Linked DNA regions of Sus scrofa: all the other regions are linked to region 2. Evidence: chromatin contacts called from public HiChIP or PLAC-seq data. All regions are on one chromosome and are shown on one strand. Each heading gives the region's core, a stretch centred on a gene start, on an enhancer-like site or on the middle of the called end of the contact. The rest is flanking DNA. Distances are from core to core; before and after follow the strand shown.

Region 1 (4,686 bases), core at 554-3,053, 270 kb before region 2:
TTACAGAAGCTAAATTGAAGAGAGGAAAAGTGACTTGTCCAAGGTGATATAATGAATTAGTGCTGGAACTGGAACCAGAGCCCCTCCAGGGTCCCAATTCATTTCTCTTCTCCACTCAACTGGGCAAGCCTCTCCTTTCTCCACCCATCCCACCCCAACCCCCCAAAAAACACTTCAACAAAAATCTTAATCTGAATCACTTCTTTTTAAAGTAGGGGTTTTTTTTTTTGGGGGGGGGGAACCAATGTAATCAAGATTTCCATTGTTGCGTAAACCTTCCGTGGATTTGTAAGGGTCAAATCACTTCTCCTACCAGAACAATAAGGTACTTCATTCTATGTTGCCAGTAGACCAACAGTTTAATGTTTCATCCTCCACCTGAATGGCAGAGAGAGTGTTAATTCTTAGAGGAGTCTTACAGGTCTCACCTTTTAGCGGGTTTCATCGCTATTTTACAATTCAAGGAAGAGGCCTTAGACTATTAAAATCTTTGATATGCTCATTGACAGTACAGACATTGAATCTCCCCTTACAGCCTTCTGTACCAATAACAGTTAAAACTATTAGTCAGAGGCAATACAAAAGAAAAACTAAAGTGACAAGCAACTACCAAGACACGAGGATTTCATCAGGTTCAATCTCTGTTATGCAGCAACATGTTACTAAGAGCGAATTTAGAGGTCCTAAAATCAGAACCCAAGAAGGAACCCTCATTCCAACATCCTCATTTTTGTAAATGAGGAAACTGAGGCGCTGATTAAACCATTAACCAATGAAGCAGATGGCTTGCTTTTTCAAAGAGATTCATTTAAATGCCATTTCGTCCTTATTCTCCATCTCCCCGTTGTTTCTCAGAGCGATGATTGATTTTTTTTTTTTTTAAGGTGAAGAGCGATTTAGGGCAAAGTCATTTCAAGAGGGTGAAAAAAAAATGCCTTTTGAAGGAGGAGATGCTGGAGTCAAGAGGAGAAATGACGTCTTATTTAAAATATGTAACCCCTTAATGGGGGTTAGGCAATGAATCATATTCTCCTCGATTTTCCTCTGTGCGATAGACATCACCCACAGTTCTTTCTGTAGGGCCCTCGAATGAGAGGAAGAGGAAGTGAATAAAGCTAATGTTAAATATACAGCACCCACGGAGGACAGGGATGTAGATAGGTAGAACAGGAAAAAATAAGAGCCCGCTTCTGCTAGAAACCAGCCGTTTTCTAACACACCTAAAGATCCGGAAGCTGAGAGGATATCGGAACCTAGGGCATCCCTCAAATTCAAAGGGCGGATGCTTCCAGGGCCAGAGAGACCCCCTAGCTCCCAGACAGACAGCGACTGGAAGGGGACAAAATGGAGCTGAGGTCCAGGGGCGCCCTAAAGGTCGTTTGGAGGTCTGGCGAGTCGCTGATGTGCTCCTTCGGAAAGGGTCACGGCAAAGCCTAGCACCCCGATCAGGAAGATGCTTTTGCCCCTCGAAGGGCAGCGATCGGCAGGTAGAGGCAAGCCAGGGTCTCGAGGACCCCAGACCTCAGCAAAGGAGATGATACCGGGACTTAGGGATCTTCCCGGACGAGGGGGGCGGGCTCAAGAAGCAAGCCAGCGGATTCCGGGAACAGGAACGTCCCCTCAACCTCTTCTGGGCTCAGGTGTGGGACGGTGGCACGGCCAGAGCGGGGGCCCCGCCACAGCCAGAGGACAGAGGTGCCGGGGCCGGAGCCTCGCGGGCTGCAGTTACTCACCAGAGGCGCTGCCCACGGCGTCTTCGCAGCCGGCAGGCGCTGGGCACTCGGGAAGCTGGCGGAAAGGAGCCGCGTGCCCGCTAGCGCTGGTTCGAGGAGGGGCGCGCCGCGGAGGCCGGAGAAAAAGCCGCAGCGGCGCGCGCGCACCCGGAGGGCCGGCGGAGGCGGGGCGAGGCGCGGCGAGGCGCGGGCCCGGAAAAGACGCGCCCGGAGGGGCGGGCGGAGCGGGGGCGCGCGGTGGTGTGGCACAGCCGGCCGAATCGCGGGCGACGGCCCGCTCGGCCCACCCACGCTCCCGCCTCCGCTCGCCCCGACGTCAGCCGAAAAGGAGGAGCCCCGAGCTGGTCGCTAGCGGCTGCCGGGGGGAGATGGAGGGGGGCGATGGAGGGGGGTGCGGCGGGGGAGCCGAGCCGGCTAACGGCTCTGCCGCGGGGTCCAGCTCCTGTCCCGAGGCAACGTGATGGAGCGTGTTTTCGGGAGGTTCGGGCGCCTATCTGATTTCAGCGAGGTGCGGAACGGGCCCACGCCCGCACCTGCGCTCGCTTCTTAGGGCTCCACCCTGTAATGAAAGTTGCCCTCGGGTCATCTTCCAGCCTGCCCTCTCAAGATAAGCATCTTCGGACTTGACTGTTCTCCCTTCGGCGAGAGATCTTAACCTTCTTTGCCTAAGACACCCTGCTCCTCCGAGCCCGCGCTCACGCCTGTCTTCGCTTTATCTCGCCTCTCACTGCGTTGAGACCCCTGCCGTCACCCCCGTTTATGAAATATCACAAGAATGCAGGCTTTTCACTTTATGCCTTGCATTTCCACGGTGGTGTAATGGCCAAAGAGCTCACAACTGATAAGGACAAGTCACCGCAGCACTGTGGCATCTTACTGGCCCTGATCGTTGCTTCTGAGCCAGTCCTGCAAATACAGTTCCCAAGACCTTCAAGAAATTGTTGTTAAAAATAAAATGCTGGCGAACTGTCTTGGGACTTCAAAAGGGGCAGACCATAATTGCAAAGGAGCCACGACCAACTGCCAAGAATGTATCACCGCAAGAAAGAAAACGCCAGTATTCTTCCAGTTCCTTGATACATAATGGAGGACTAGCTTCCTCTTCTTGCTGGGAATGGACATGTCATTTCATTTGCTATTTTCCATTTTCCCATAGAATTACTGGAGGTAACAACATACGTGTGTTTGCATGTGTGGGGGGTGGATAGACCACCTCAGATTACAGGCTAGACTTATTCTTTGATACCTGGATCTGAGTGGGGCTGTGAAGTCTGAATCTTCACTAAGCATCTCAGGTGACACTATAGGTGGTTGGAGGCCCACAACTGGAGAGCATAAATCTACAGCCTTTATATGTTACTTCTTTGAGTGGGATTACTCATCCCATTTCCAACAGGCCCACCCATTTATATATAATATGCCTATGAACATTGCTGTGGCAGACATATAACTTCCTTTATCGAGAGTGACCTAGAAAGTTCAGGACTTCAAACAAGTTTAATTGTCATGTTTATTTTATGAGATCGTGTGGTAGTACCAGAAATAAGTAATCATTTGTCAGCTCTGTAATTCACGGAGTACCTACAGTGCACAGAGCCCTGTCATGTACAGCAGGGTTAATACAAATGAAATCAAGAAAATGATCATCCCCGCTCTCAACAGACTTGGTGTCTAGCGGTGGAATTAAAACACAGACACAGGCGGGGCCGTCATGGCTCAGCAGAAACGAATCTGACTAGCATCAGAGGACGCAGGTTTGATCAACTGGCCTCGCTCAGTGGGTTAAGGATCCGGGCATTGCCTTGAGCTGTGGTGTAGGTTGCAGATTCGGCTAGGATCCTGCCTTTCCGTGGCTGTGGTATAGGCTGGCAGCTGCAGCTTCCAATTTGACCCCTAGCCTGGGAACCTCCCTATGCCATGGGTGTGGCCCTAAAAAAAAAAAATGACAGAAATAAATAAATAAATAAATAAATAAATAAATAAATAAAACACAGACACAGAACAGACCCAGTGTAGCACATAAATCAGACTAAGATGAGAAAGAACATGTAATAAAAGAGTACTTTGGTCCATTTTTCTTTACTAGCAGTCATTTAGCCCAGACCTTCTCAATTAGGTAGTTTCCTCTGAACACTGAGTCAGTGCTGGATTATTAAAGTTCCTCCAGCTTTACAAGGTATAAAGGAAAGAGCCTAAGGCTCTCAGTTTTTGTTTGTATGTATGAATAGGTCTACATACATACCTATGTATAAGCATGTGTATAAATATAAAGAGATATTTATCAGACCAAGAAACTAGTTGAATTTTCACCATTTTTATCACTTAGGATGCTGTTATTCTGGCTACCTCTCGCACCCACCATAACTCACCTTTTCCTCTCCAGTTAACTACACCCAGGGTGAAGAGGCTAGAAGAGCCCATCTCCGAAAAGGAAACCAAGTGTCTCCACACTATTTCTAGCTGCTCTTTTTTCACTTTTTCAGGGTCAAAACAAACCTTGCTTAATCTCTTGTTGCCAGAAACCCTCCAGAACGACTACCCAGGAGCCAAACATTTCCCCAGCCAGCTGTCTGACATTTCAGAAAGAACATTTGCACCATTGTTTACTAGTCAGGAAGGCAGGGGATTATTATCACTATTTCACAGATAGAGAAACAGATGCAGGTAAAACAACTTGTCTAGGCATACGACTAACTAGTAGCAGAGCCTGGATTTCCTACCACAGTCCTCCTGACTCCTAGACCAGGGTGCCTGCCACTACATCAGGCTTCCTAGGTAATAAAGCCTTCCCAGAACTACAAGTCTGATCCAAAATAGAAGAGAGAAACATATGAAGATGCAGAAGAGTTAGGAAAATGTACAGGGCAACTGCCCAATTCAAAATACAACATAAAGAGCACTGGAAGCATGGAAATTAAACTGAAAGCAAACAGAATTTTTCAGGGCAGCTCTA
Region 2 (4,886 bases), core at 2,325-4,824:
TCAATACCATCTCATAAAGACCAAAGATGTTGAGGGTGGAGGGAGCCAGTTATGCAAGCTGACCAGGAAAACCACAGTAAACAAGGGTTAGCTTGTTATGCAGAGTTAAAGTGTAGCCTTCTCCTTCGATAAGCATCTCTAGAGATTTGGAGTCATCCTTTTCTTCCTGGTACCAAGACTGAGACACCCCTACAAATGGAGATTTCCTTGCAAGTAAATATTCCCCTATACCTGTAACTTTTCCTATGTCTGCTGTTTGTTAAAAACAATCAGCCTAAGACAATCCGCATGCCAAAGAGGCATATATATATATATATATATATATATATTTTTTTTTTTTTTTTTGTCTTTTTGCCTCTTCTAGGACAGCTCCCACGGCATATGGAGGTTCCCAGGCTAGGGGTCGAAATCAGAGCTATAGCCTCCGGCCTACACCAGAACCACAGCCACGCGGGATCTGAGCCGTGTCTGCGACTTAGACCACAGCTCATGGCAACGCTGGATCCTTAACCCACTGAGCAATGCCAGGAACCCTCAACCTCATGGTTCCTAGTCGGATTTGTTAACCACTGTGCCACCAAGGGTACTCCAGAAGAGGCATCTTTTGGAGTGACAGATTTGGTTTCCTTTCACAGCCATGCTGACCTGTTCCCCCACAGATGAGTTTTGCCTGGTGTTGAACTACTGAATTGCTTTACCTCATTGCCCATGAGGCTCACTTGAAATATGCAAGATGGGCTCTGGTGGCAGCAGCTCTTACCCACTGGGTTTGTGTTTGTACCTCCTTCACTGTATAACCTCCCTCCCTCCCAACTTCCTTGTTTGTTCCTCTTGTCTCCCTGGCTAGATTTGAAGCTCCCTGAAGGCAGAGATTGCCTCCATATCTGGTATATTCCTATACACATAATAGAAGCTCAGGAAATAATTGCGCAATGAATGCTGGCGTTGAAAGAATGGGGGGGGGGCAGCAGTAAGCAGATAGATCAAGACAAAAAGGCTTCTCTCTTTATTCCCCTCCATACACCTGCAGCATATTTTGACTGACGGCACTTCTTATCAGGATCATACACTGTTTTTTGCTAATGGGTGATCATGCATGCTTTTGATTTTCAGGTTAGACTGAGTGGATTCAAAGAATATAAAGTGGAGGAGGAGAAGAGTCAAGATGGTCAAGTCAGTGAGCAAGCTTGCTCCGACCCATGCTTGTTGAAGCCCCGATTCTAGCCCTGGCTCTGCTACAAGCCTGTGTGATCTTAGGCGAGTCACTTCACCTTTCTGCACCTGCTAGTCCATGATATGACAGAGGTAATGCTTTCTGACTCTTTGCCCTCCAGAGGAGGTCAGCTGAGTTCACAGCTGGAAAGGGACGTTGGACAAAAGAATTTAGGGTAGTGTCTCAACAGGCAGAGAGGTAGCTCGGATCACCTAGCCAGTTAGATCAGCTTTCTGCCTTACAGTTCAAACCTGACTTGGATGAAAGGCAGGAAGGCTGAGTTCCTGGAGTCATGGACTCCTAGAGCCAGCAGGCAGCTTAGAAACAGTTCTAGTTCACTGCCCCCCGCCTCATTTTACCTGAGCACACAGAAGCCCGGAAAAAAATGCCTTTCCCCAGAGGTGACTTTCCCCACTGTCCACGTTCCCTTTTCACTGCCCTTCAAGCTTCTACTTAAAAAAAGCCGAGTTCGTTTGCTCTTGTTACTGTTTGGAGACAAGACGCCTTTGGCCTGTGTCCCAGCAAGGAAATGATCAGGACCTCTGCCTGAAGCTTTTTTTGAGTTTCCAAAATCCGACCCACCATTTCAGCTCAGTTTTTATTTGCCTTTTACCTATGGGGAGGGACAACATTCCCCTAGTCTCTGCTGAGTGCCTTATTGTTTGCCACTCTGCTAGGTGCCGAGATGGGGTTTAGAAAAGATGAAGACCCGTCCCTGCTGTCAAAGATCTGAGTGTGGGAGACAGAACTAACAATGAGAGAACAATGGAAGGCAGTATGTGATTCAGAATAAAATGAGTAGTGCAGGCAATAACGGCTGTTGAGGTTCAGAGGAGGGAGAGAGCTCTTGGGAGCTGGGGGTGGGGGTTGCGGAGAGTGCAATTTCACGTGGGCTCCGAAGCCTGGGTAGGCTTGTTTATGCAGATGTGGGGGAAGGCACTGAATGTGAGAGTGTTTGCACGTGTGCGGGCTTGCCTGCACCGATGTGGAACTGGATGAGGAGAACGGGGAGCATTTATTGAGCACTTTTTATGCACCAGACACTGCAGAGTGTGCTACCTAATTCAACTCATTTAAATGTGCATAATCCTAGGAATCAGATACTAGATAACTGACGACCCTTCAGCTGATAGATGGAAACTGAGGCCCCAAAGAGGTCAGTTGCCCAACTGGGAAGTAAGAGGAATTGAATCCTGGGTGGTTCAACACTTGGCTTATTCTACTTTTGGAAGAGAGGATTTTGTGCCTCAGGTGAGGAAGTTGGCCTGGCTCCAGTTACTAAAGAGGGTCATTTTGCAAACACAGGACCCTCCAGGCCAAAATCCCAAGGGAAGTTCAGCGGTAAGGAAGCCTTTTACTGAGTTATAACCTCATTGCTCCTTCCTTGAAGAGAGGAACCTAAGATCTCAGGCTGCAGTCAATGCCAGGAGCTCCACAGCTTTATTATCCTTAATGTTACGCTGCAGAGGATTTAACAAAACACCTATGAAAAATGAATTCAGTGGAGTGAGCTGCTAAACCAATTTTTTTTTTTTTTTTTTTTTTTTTAGGGCTGCATCCATGGCACATGGAGATTCCCAGGCTAGGGGTCGAATTGGAGCTACAGCTGCCGGCCTACGCCACAGCCATGCCAGATCCGAGCTGCATCTTCGGCCTACACCACAGCTCTCGGCAATGCAGGATCCTTAATCCACTGAGCAAGGCCAGGGATCGAACCCGCAACCTCATGGTTCCTAGCGGAATTCATTTCTGCTGAGCCACGACAGGACTCTGCCGCTGAATCAGTCTTGTTTGTCCTTGTTCTTTATTAATTAGCGTTTGAAGAGCATCAGGCCTATGGTAGATGCTGTACAAAGCTTGGAATTAGACAAGGCTACCTGGCTCTGCAGCTCTACTTGTGGGGAAAACCACACTTGTAAAGGATGGGAGGACAATAGCCTGATAACACATTAGACTGTATTTTATGTTTTGAGTCTGGCTTGCAGCCAATACCAGAAAGTGTTTCCCAGGCAAGGTGCCTAACCATGTTTTTCTGGATATTCTCCTAATTCTTTGTGAGTCTTCAATAAATATTAAATCAACACGAGGTCGATTCTATAAAGGTCTTTTTCCTGTTTCCTGCCCAAAGAAAAGTAAACCACAGTCTACGGGTAAAAGGCAGCAGGGAAGGGGGGCCCTGTTTCAATCAGCAGCCCTTATCCAATTCTTGGCCCCCACCCACACTGTCCTGGCCGGCCTTTCAGAGGCAGGACTCTTGGCCAAGTGCAGGTTGGGAAACAGCTGCTCCGTTGCAGGGAGGGGGGCAGGGAAAGAGGTCAGGGGAAGCTTCTTTTCCTTCAGCTCCAGTACGGTTGAGCAGGAAGGTGTGGCAGGCGGAGGTTAGAGGGAGAAACACCGGAGCAGAGCTGGAAGGGGAAGAGCCTAGCAAAGTAAGATGCCTCGTCCTAGGACTGGAGTGGAGGGTACGGCTGTGTCTAGAAAGGTGAGAGAAGATGCCTTCCTGGCCCTGCCCAAGTCGGCTGTTTTCCGAGTGGACCGGAGGAGAGGCGAGGAGTAGAAGATCCCACCCAACAAACCTCCCAAAGCCAAGCCTGCCCAGCCGCTCATCACTAGCAACGGCTCGTCCATTCCCCAAGAACTTGGCGAGGGCCGGCTAAGCGCCTACTAGGTGCAGGGCGTACAAAGATGTGTCCTGGGGAACCGGGTCATAGGAGGTGGAGTCGGTCAAAACGGCTTCGCGGAGGAGGCGAATTCCGTAGACCATGGTGCAGGAAGGTGGCCGTGCACGCGTGCTGGCTCGGCAAGTGCAGAACGCGAGGCAGGCCGGGGAGGAGGGGAAGGAGGCGGGGACTGAGCCCGGGGGAGGGAGGGGAGGGAGCGGAGAAAAGAGGGAGGGTGGGAGGTGTGAAGGGTGGGAGCGAATGTGGGGGGGAGGCCGGAGAGGGGGGAGGAGGCGCGGCGGGGTGGCCGCGGCTCGAGGGCGCGAGGGGGCCCGGGGCCAAGCCGGACGGGAGCGGGGAGGCGGTGGCGGCGGCGAGGGGGAGGAGAGAGGGAGGGGAAGAAGGAGGAAGCGAGCGCGGCTGCTGCAGGGGAGGAAGACCGGGAGGAGGAGCCGAGTGCGGCGGCCGCTGCGGCCGCCGGGGGAGCCGAGAGCCGGGGCGCGGGGAGCGCGGGGAGCCGAGTGGGCGCCCGAGCCGGGGCCGCGGGCCGAGCTGCCGGTGAGTGGAGCCCCGAGGGGCGCGGCGGCCCGTCCCCGGGGCCGGGCGGGAGGCGCGGGAGGTGCGGCGCCGGGGCGGAGGGAGCGGGCCGGCCGGAGCCCAGCCCCCGGCTGGCCCGGCCTCCCGCCCGCCTTCCCTCCCTCCCTCCCCGCTTCCTCCCGCCGCTGCCCGCGCGAGGGGGCAGGTCCCGGGCGGGCCGCGGGCTGGGGGAGGTGCTGCCTGGAGGGCGGGCGTCTGGGGCCGGGGGTGGAGCTGGGGGCTCGGGGGTGTACCCGGGGGCGGGAGGCTGGACCGGGACGGCTCTAAATTGGCTCGGAGGGGCCGGTCGGCGGCGAAGTTGCTCGCTGGGGGCAGAGACGGCCACGCGGTTGCAGGAGTAAGCGATCCCCTGTGGCGAGTGCGTGAGACGAGGAGTCCGGCGCCCCCGCCAGCCCTGTCGCCCTCCCCGCCTGCCC
Region 3 (4,842 bases), core at 2,031-4,530, 420 kb before region 2:
CAGCATTGCCATGAGCTGTGGTGTAGGTCGCAGATGCAGCTTGGATCCCGCGTTGCTGTAGCTGTGGTGTAGCCTGGCATCTGCAGCTCCAATTTGACCCCTAACCTGGGAACTTCCATATGCCACAGGTGCAGCCCTTAAAAAAAAAAAAAAAAAAAAAAAAAAAAAAAAAAAGACAAAAATAAATAAATAAATAAAACACTATCCAATGTGAACAGGCCAAAGATGCCTGGCTAAGTTAGTTGGTAGAGCAAGAGACAATATGAACGGATTGGTTGCCAATTAGAGACCTGAGGAGAAGGGGCTGGCCACTCAGATCACTTCCCTGATTGGTCTAGACTAGTCCTTCTCAAGTCAAGAAGACCATGAAGGTTCAGATAGGGATGTTGGTAACTCCAAACATAGTTACTTTCATTAGGTCTACACTTGACCAGGAGAAATGGCTGCACAGAATAGTCACAAGGAATCCTAATTAACCCAATTTATTGCTCAAACATTCTGGTAACTTGAGGCCCCCCAGCCCTATCCTGAACCATACCGATGCCTCTTAATAACACCGAAATTAATCTAATCTGTCCCAACTTTGTATTCTCAAAAAGGTGGCAGCATAATCTCCTCTGCCATGGGTAGGAAAATAATATTCCTCTAGCATGGACTGTATGACAGGCACTGTCTCATCTAATTCTCACAACAATGTTATGCATTAATATTATTATTTTCAGTTTATGGATTGGTAGACCGAGTTATGCGATGGTTAGATAATTTGGCCAAGGTCGCAGAGCTGCTCAGTGGCATGGCCAGGATCTAAACTCAACTGATACCAACAATGATGTGCTTAACCAAGATGTAATTCTGTGTCCCAGAAAAAAAAAAAAAAAAGGCCTTTCACACTTTTCCTAGTAACTCTCTCCACTTTTTTGCACATGTTCAGTTATTTAGTGAAGACCAATTCTGTGTATTATTCACCTAGTTCCCATTTGTCTCCCCAAACATAGTTTCCATATGGTAAAAGTCATTGCTCTGACTAACCAGAACCTGGCATTGCTTTCTATGTTTGTTACCTAATCAAACTTGGGTCCATTTGCCCGACATGCAGCAAAGTCAATCTACTGATACCAGGTTGTAGTGAAGGAGAGAGTTCAGCACTTATTTCATGGCAAAGCAAGGAGAATGGATAGCTCATGATCAAAAGACCTCAACTCTCTCTTCCCATTGTGGCTCAGTGGGTTACAAACTCAACTCGTATCCACGAGGATACAAGTTCAATCCCTGGCCTCGCTCAGTGGGTTAAAGATCTGGCATTGCCATGAGCTGCAGTGTAGGTCACAGATATGGCTTGGATTCTGCGTGCTGTGGCTATGGCTGTGGCTGGCAGGTGCAGCTCTAAGTGGACCCCTAGCCTAGGAAATTCCATATGCCACAAGTATGGCCCTAAAAAAAAAACCTAAACTCCCTGATGACTTTGGGGCAGGGCTTTTAAAGGCAACATGAGGGAGAGAGCAGCAATATGCCTGATCAGATCATGGACATTCTTCTGATTGGTTGGTGATGAGGCAACTGAGTGGTGTTTCAGGAATCAACATTTACAGCCTTTTGGTTTCAACTGGTCTGGAGTCTACATGCTGGTGGCTAGAGGTTAACTTCTTCCATCTGGTAGGGGTTTTAGTATCTTCTAAGCAGCTCAAGGATATGGCTCCAGATATTATTTATAGCCCTAAAGGAGGACCCAAAGGTCTTTAACTTTGTTTTTATGGCTAACCTCATGTATTGCTTGACTATTTTCCTTTGTTTGTATTTCTCTGATTAAATTTACTGTTTGGAACTCAGTGAAGGGCTAGGATGCTGAAGCTTTTCTACACACCAGAGGCAGGGGATGCAGGGTGTTCTGTCCCCAGGAAGGCCCCTCGAGTCCTACTCTATTCTTGTTATCAGTTTACCCACCCTCCCCTCCTTGTAGCACATCAATAAAAGTGTACAGAGTTTTGTGCAAATATTCAGTGCAAAACTCTAAGTCTTCCCTCCACTTCTATCTCAGTTGTCCCTTTTCAGTACTCACAATACTCCTTTAGTCCCCAGCATTATTGCCCCACACCAACAGGCATGCCCCGTAGCCAAAGGACAGGTCACATCCCTTAGGGTTCTGGCAACATGAAATGAGGGAAGGCTCCATGGAGGAGGCTGTACCTGTCCTCCTCCCTGAAGGGCAGTCGTAAATGAAGAGAATAAATATTCCAAAATAAGCATAGTGTAAGCAAATGCATGATAGCGGAGTATCTAAGAACAAAGATTTGGGGATAAACAGTTAGTTGCGAGTTAAAATCCTGGCTTCACTAGCTGTGTCATCTTGTCCAACTTAACCTCTTTGAACCTAAGTTTAAATTCTTATAAATTTAGATAATAATGTTTCTCTCTTTGGGTGTTGTGAGGATTGTATGAAATCATAATAAGGCCAGACACATTCTAAGCTCTCAAACTAAAAAAGCAGTCACCTATAAAGCAGTGAACACAAGTCATTTTCGGTAAACAGTAGTAGTTAACTTTGCCAGTGTTGGTGAATAATGGGAAAGAAGTCTGGAAAGATAAATTCAGACCAAACCAAGGTAAGTCTTTAAAGATTGGGAAAATTGAGGGGAAATGAGAATAGAGCAAAGTCAAAATGTGTGTATAGAGGAGAGAGAGAGAAAAAGAAAGAGAGAGAGAGAGAATTTCTTTAAAGAGTGGGAAGAATTGGATAAGTTACCTGGAACTCCTCTATAATTCATTTTTGTTTATCGTCTATCACTCCTATTACCTTGTGAGTTTCATGAGGGTATGGATCATGCCTGTTTTGTTCACCACTATATATCAAGAACCTTGTACAATGCCTGACCCACAGTACGTGTTCAGTAAATATTCGTTGAAATGAATAATGAATTATGACGATGGGATGGGGGGCAGGGGGATACCAAAGAAAAAAATTTCCAAGAATTCAAGCGTAGATGACTGAAATAATACAAAAGATTCTAAGTGCAGAGGAAATAATGCCTTTAAATTTGGACTCTGCAAGTTTGATAAACCTGTAGCGTATTTACGTCTTCATACTTAGCGAAACTACATACGTGGAATTGGAACTCAGAAAAGCGGCGGGAAGGAGGGGCTGGAGATGTGTTTTGAGGTTCGTCAGCATACAAGTATCAATCGAGATCACGTGGGAGGGAGGTTTTAAATGGGAGACGCCACCGGAAGTGACGCCAGTAAGAGGGGAGCAGAGGAGGCTGCATAGTGTACAGCGGGAAGTTCGCTGCAGTTGGAGCTAGGTGAAGAAAGGAGAGTGAGGGAAAAATCAGATAAAAGTATGAGGAAATTCAGAAGAGACTGGTTTCAGGGAGACAGAGAAAGACCCCATGGAAAGAGTGACCATTTTCATGAGGAGCCACATACCAGCCATTCATGGTAAGTCTGTGGCGATACCGGATCGATTTGACCACCCAGAAATTGTTGGGGGCTTTGAGATGAGCGGTTTTGGAGGATGCTGGGGCGTGTTGCAGGGGTAATTAAATTGCTTAAGCTTGAATCTCAACTAGTTTGTGACTGTAAGGGGGTTATGTAATCACTCTATGTCTTAACTATGTAACAGAAGTAGTTACCTCAGATCGTTATTGTAAGTGATTAAGTGAATGTGGGTTAAAATGCTTAGAAAAGTACCCTCCTCCCTGATAACCAGCCGGTAAAATTTTAGCTATTTTTAGGGAGTAGGTTGTGGAAAGTGTTTAATGGCTAGTTTACTAGAAACCAACCTTCATTTGAGGTCTGCAAGACACTTGAAAATGCAGCCCAGAATGAAGGGACTGAGCCTTTTCCAGTGAAATAGTGCCAAATCAAATAGTCAATAATTTTAGGAATAGTAAGGAGACATTGGCTTTTAATGCAGTGTGGATCGATTCTTCCAGAACATTCCAGAATGCTGAGCCGTTGTCTACCAGTCATGCGCAGTAGGTTTGCCCGCTTTTCCCCAAGCTCCACCCACTTTTCCTATTGGTTACAGATCTGGCCAGTGTCCTCACAATCCACATTGGCTTTTAGCTAGCACTGGCCCCGCCTCCTGAAGCAAAGAAGCCCCCACCATTGGACGCTTTAAGTAGATCTTTTATGCTGTCTCTAGGCGGGTTGGCGAAATGGATACTTTTGTTGAGATTGTACCTTAACAAAAACAAAGTGATTTTTTTTTCGAAACTAAGTTAATAAATATCAAACAAGTGAGCACATACGGCAGACAGGAGGGTACGGTCGGAACTGAAGAGACTTGGACTTAAGGTTGGTACATCGGGGTGCTTTTAACAACGGACCGAGCTACTTCCGGGGGAGAATGGGCGGGCAGAGAATTCTGTGCGTTTGGCGGGTTTCGCTTTCTTTCTAAGTATTTGACCCTCACGCAGCCGTGGGAGCCGGACACGAGAAGACGTAGTGACGCCGCCACTGCTGGAACAGGGTGCTTCGGGCTCCCCGATGGCTATGTCCGTGGTGAGTGCGGCGGCCGCGGCAGGGTGCCTGAGCGCGGGTGGCTGAGGGGCGGGGCTCTGGGGCGGGCTGTCTGCTGGTCACGTGGTAAAGCGGCGAATCTGGTCATGGCGCGCCAGGCGCCGGGGGCGGGGCCCGCTCTCTGCGGTCCCCCACCATCCTCGACCCCTGACCCTCCGTGCCCAGGGCTGTGCAGTCGCTTTGCGATCCAGGAAAGGACCCCGAGATGGGAGCTAGGTGGAGGCGGGAACGTTGGGGTCTGTTGCTTACGGCTTGTAATCTATTCTTTGCTGTTTGATTTTCTAAATAACTTTCAATTACCTGAGACAGAAACGGAACTGGTTC

What was found. HiChIP or PLAC-seq counts read pairs in DNA pulled down with a chosen protein or histone mark.
Region 1: a contact with region 2 is called in an H3K27ac HiChIP or PLAC-seq map of alveolar macrophages. The contact joins the promoter of ACSL4 here to the promoter of TMEM164 in region 2. A contact is called at or near these places in 1 of 47 Hi-C or Micro-C datasets (embryonic fibroblasts) and 2 of 2 datasets of contacts at active chromatin or transcription factors (alveolar macrophages and skeletal muscle).
Region 3: an H3K27ac HiChIP or PLAC-seq map of alveolar macrophages shows a contact between it and region 2. The contact joins the promoter of NXT2 here to the promoter of TMEM164 in region 2. A contact is called at or near these places in 1 of 5 promoter capture datasets (liver) and 1 of 2 datasets of contacts at active chromatin or transcription factors (alveolar macrophages).

What each region holds. Positions count from the first base shown.
Region 1 is chrX:89,835,805-89,840,490 of Sscrofa11.1, forward strand. It overlaps ACSL4 (acyl-CoA synthetase long-chain family member 4), which reads right to left and starts at 1,804. Exons shown (of 16, transcript NM_001038694.1): 1 at 1,734-1,804.
Region 2 is chrX:90,101,719-90,106,604 of Sscrofa11.1, forward strand. TMEM164 (transmembrane protein 164) reads left to right here and starts at 3,575. Exons shown (of 6, transcript XM_021080004.1): 1 at 3,575-3,695. The coding sequence starts at 3,648.
Region 3 is chrX:89,681,453-89,686,294 of Sscrofa11.1, forward strand. NXT2 (NTF2-related export protein 2) reads left to right here and starts at 3,281. Exons shown (of 5, transcript XM_003135314.4): 1 at 3,281-3,432; 2 at 4,416-4,500. The coding sequence starts at 3,335.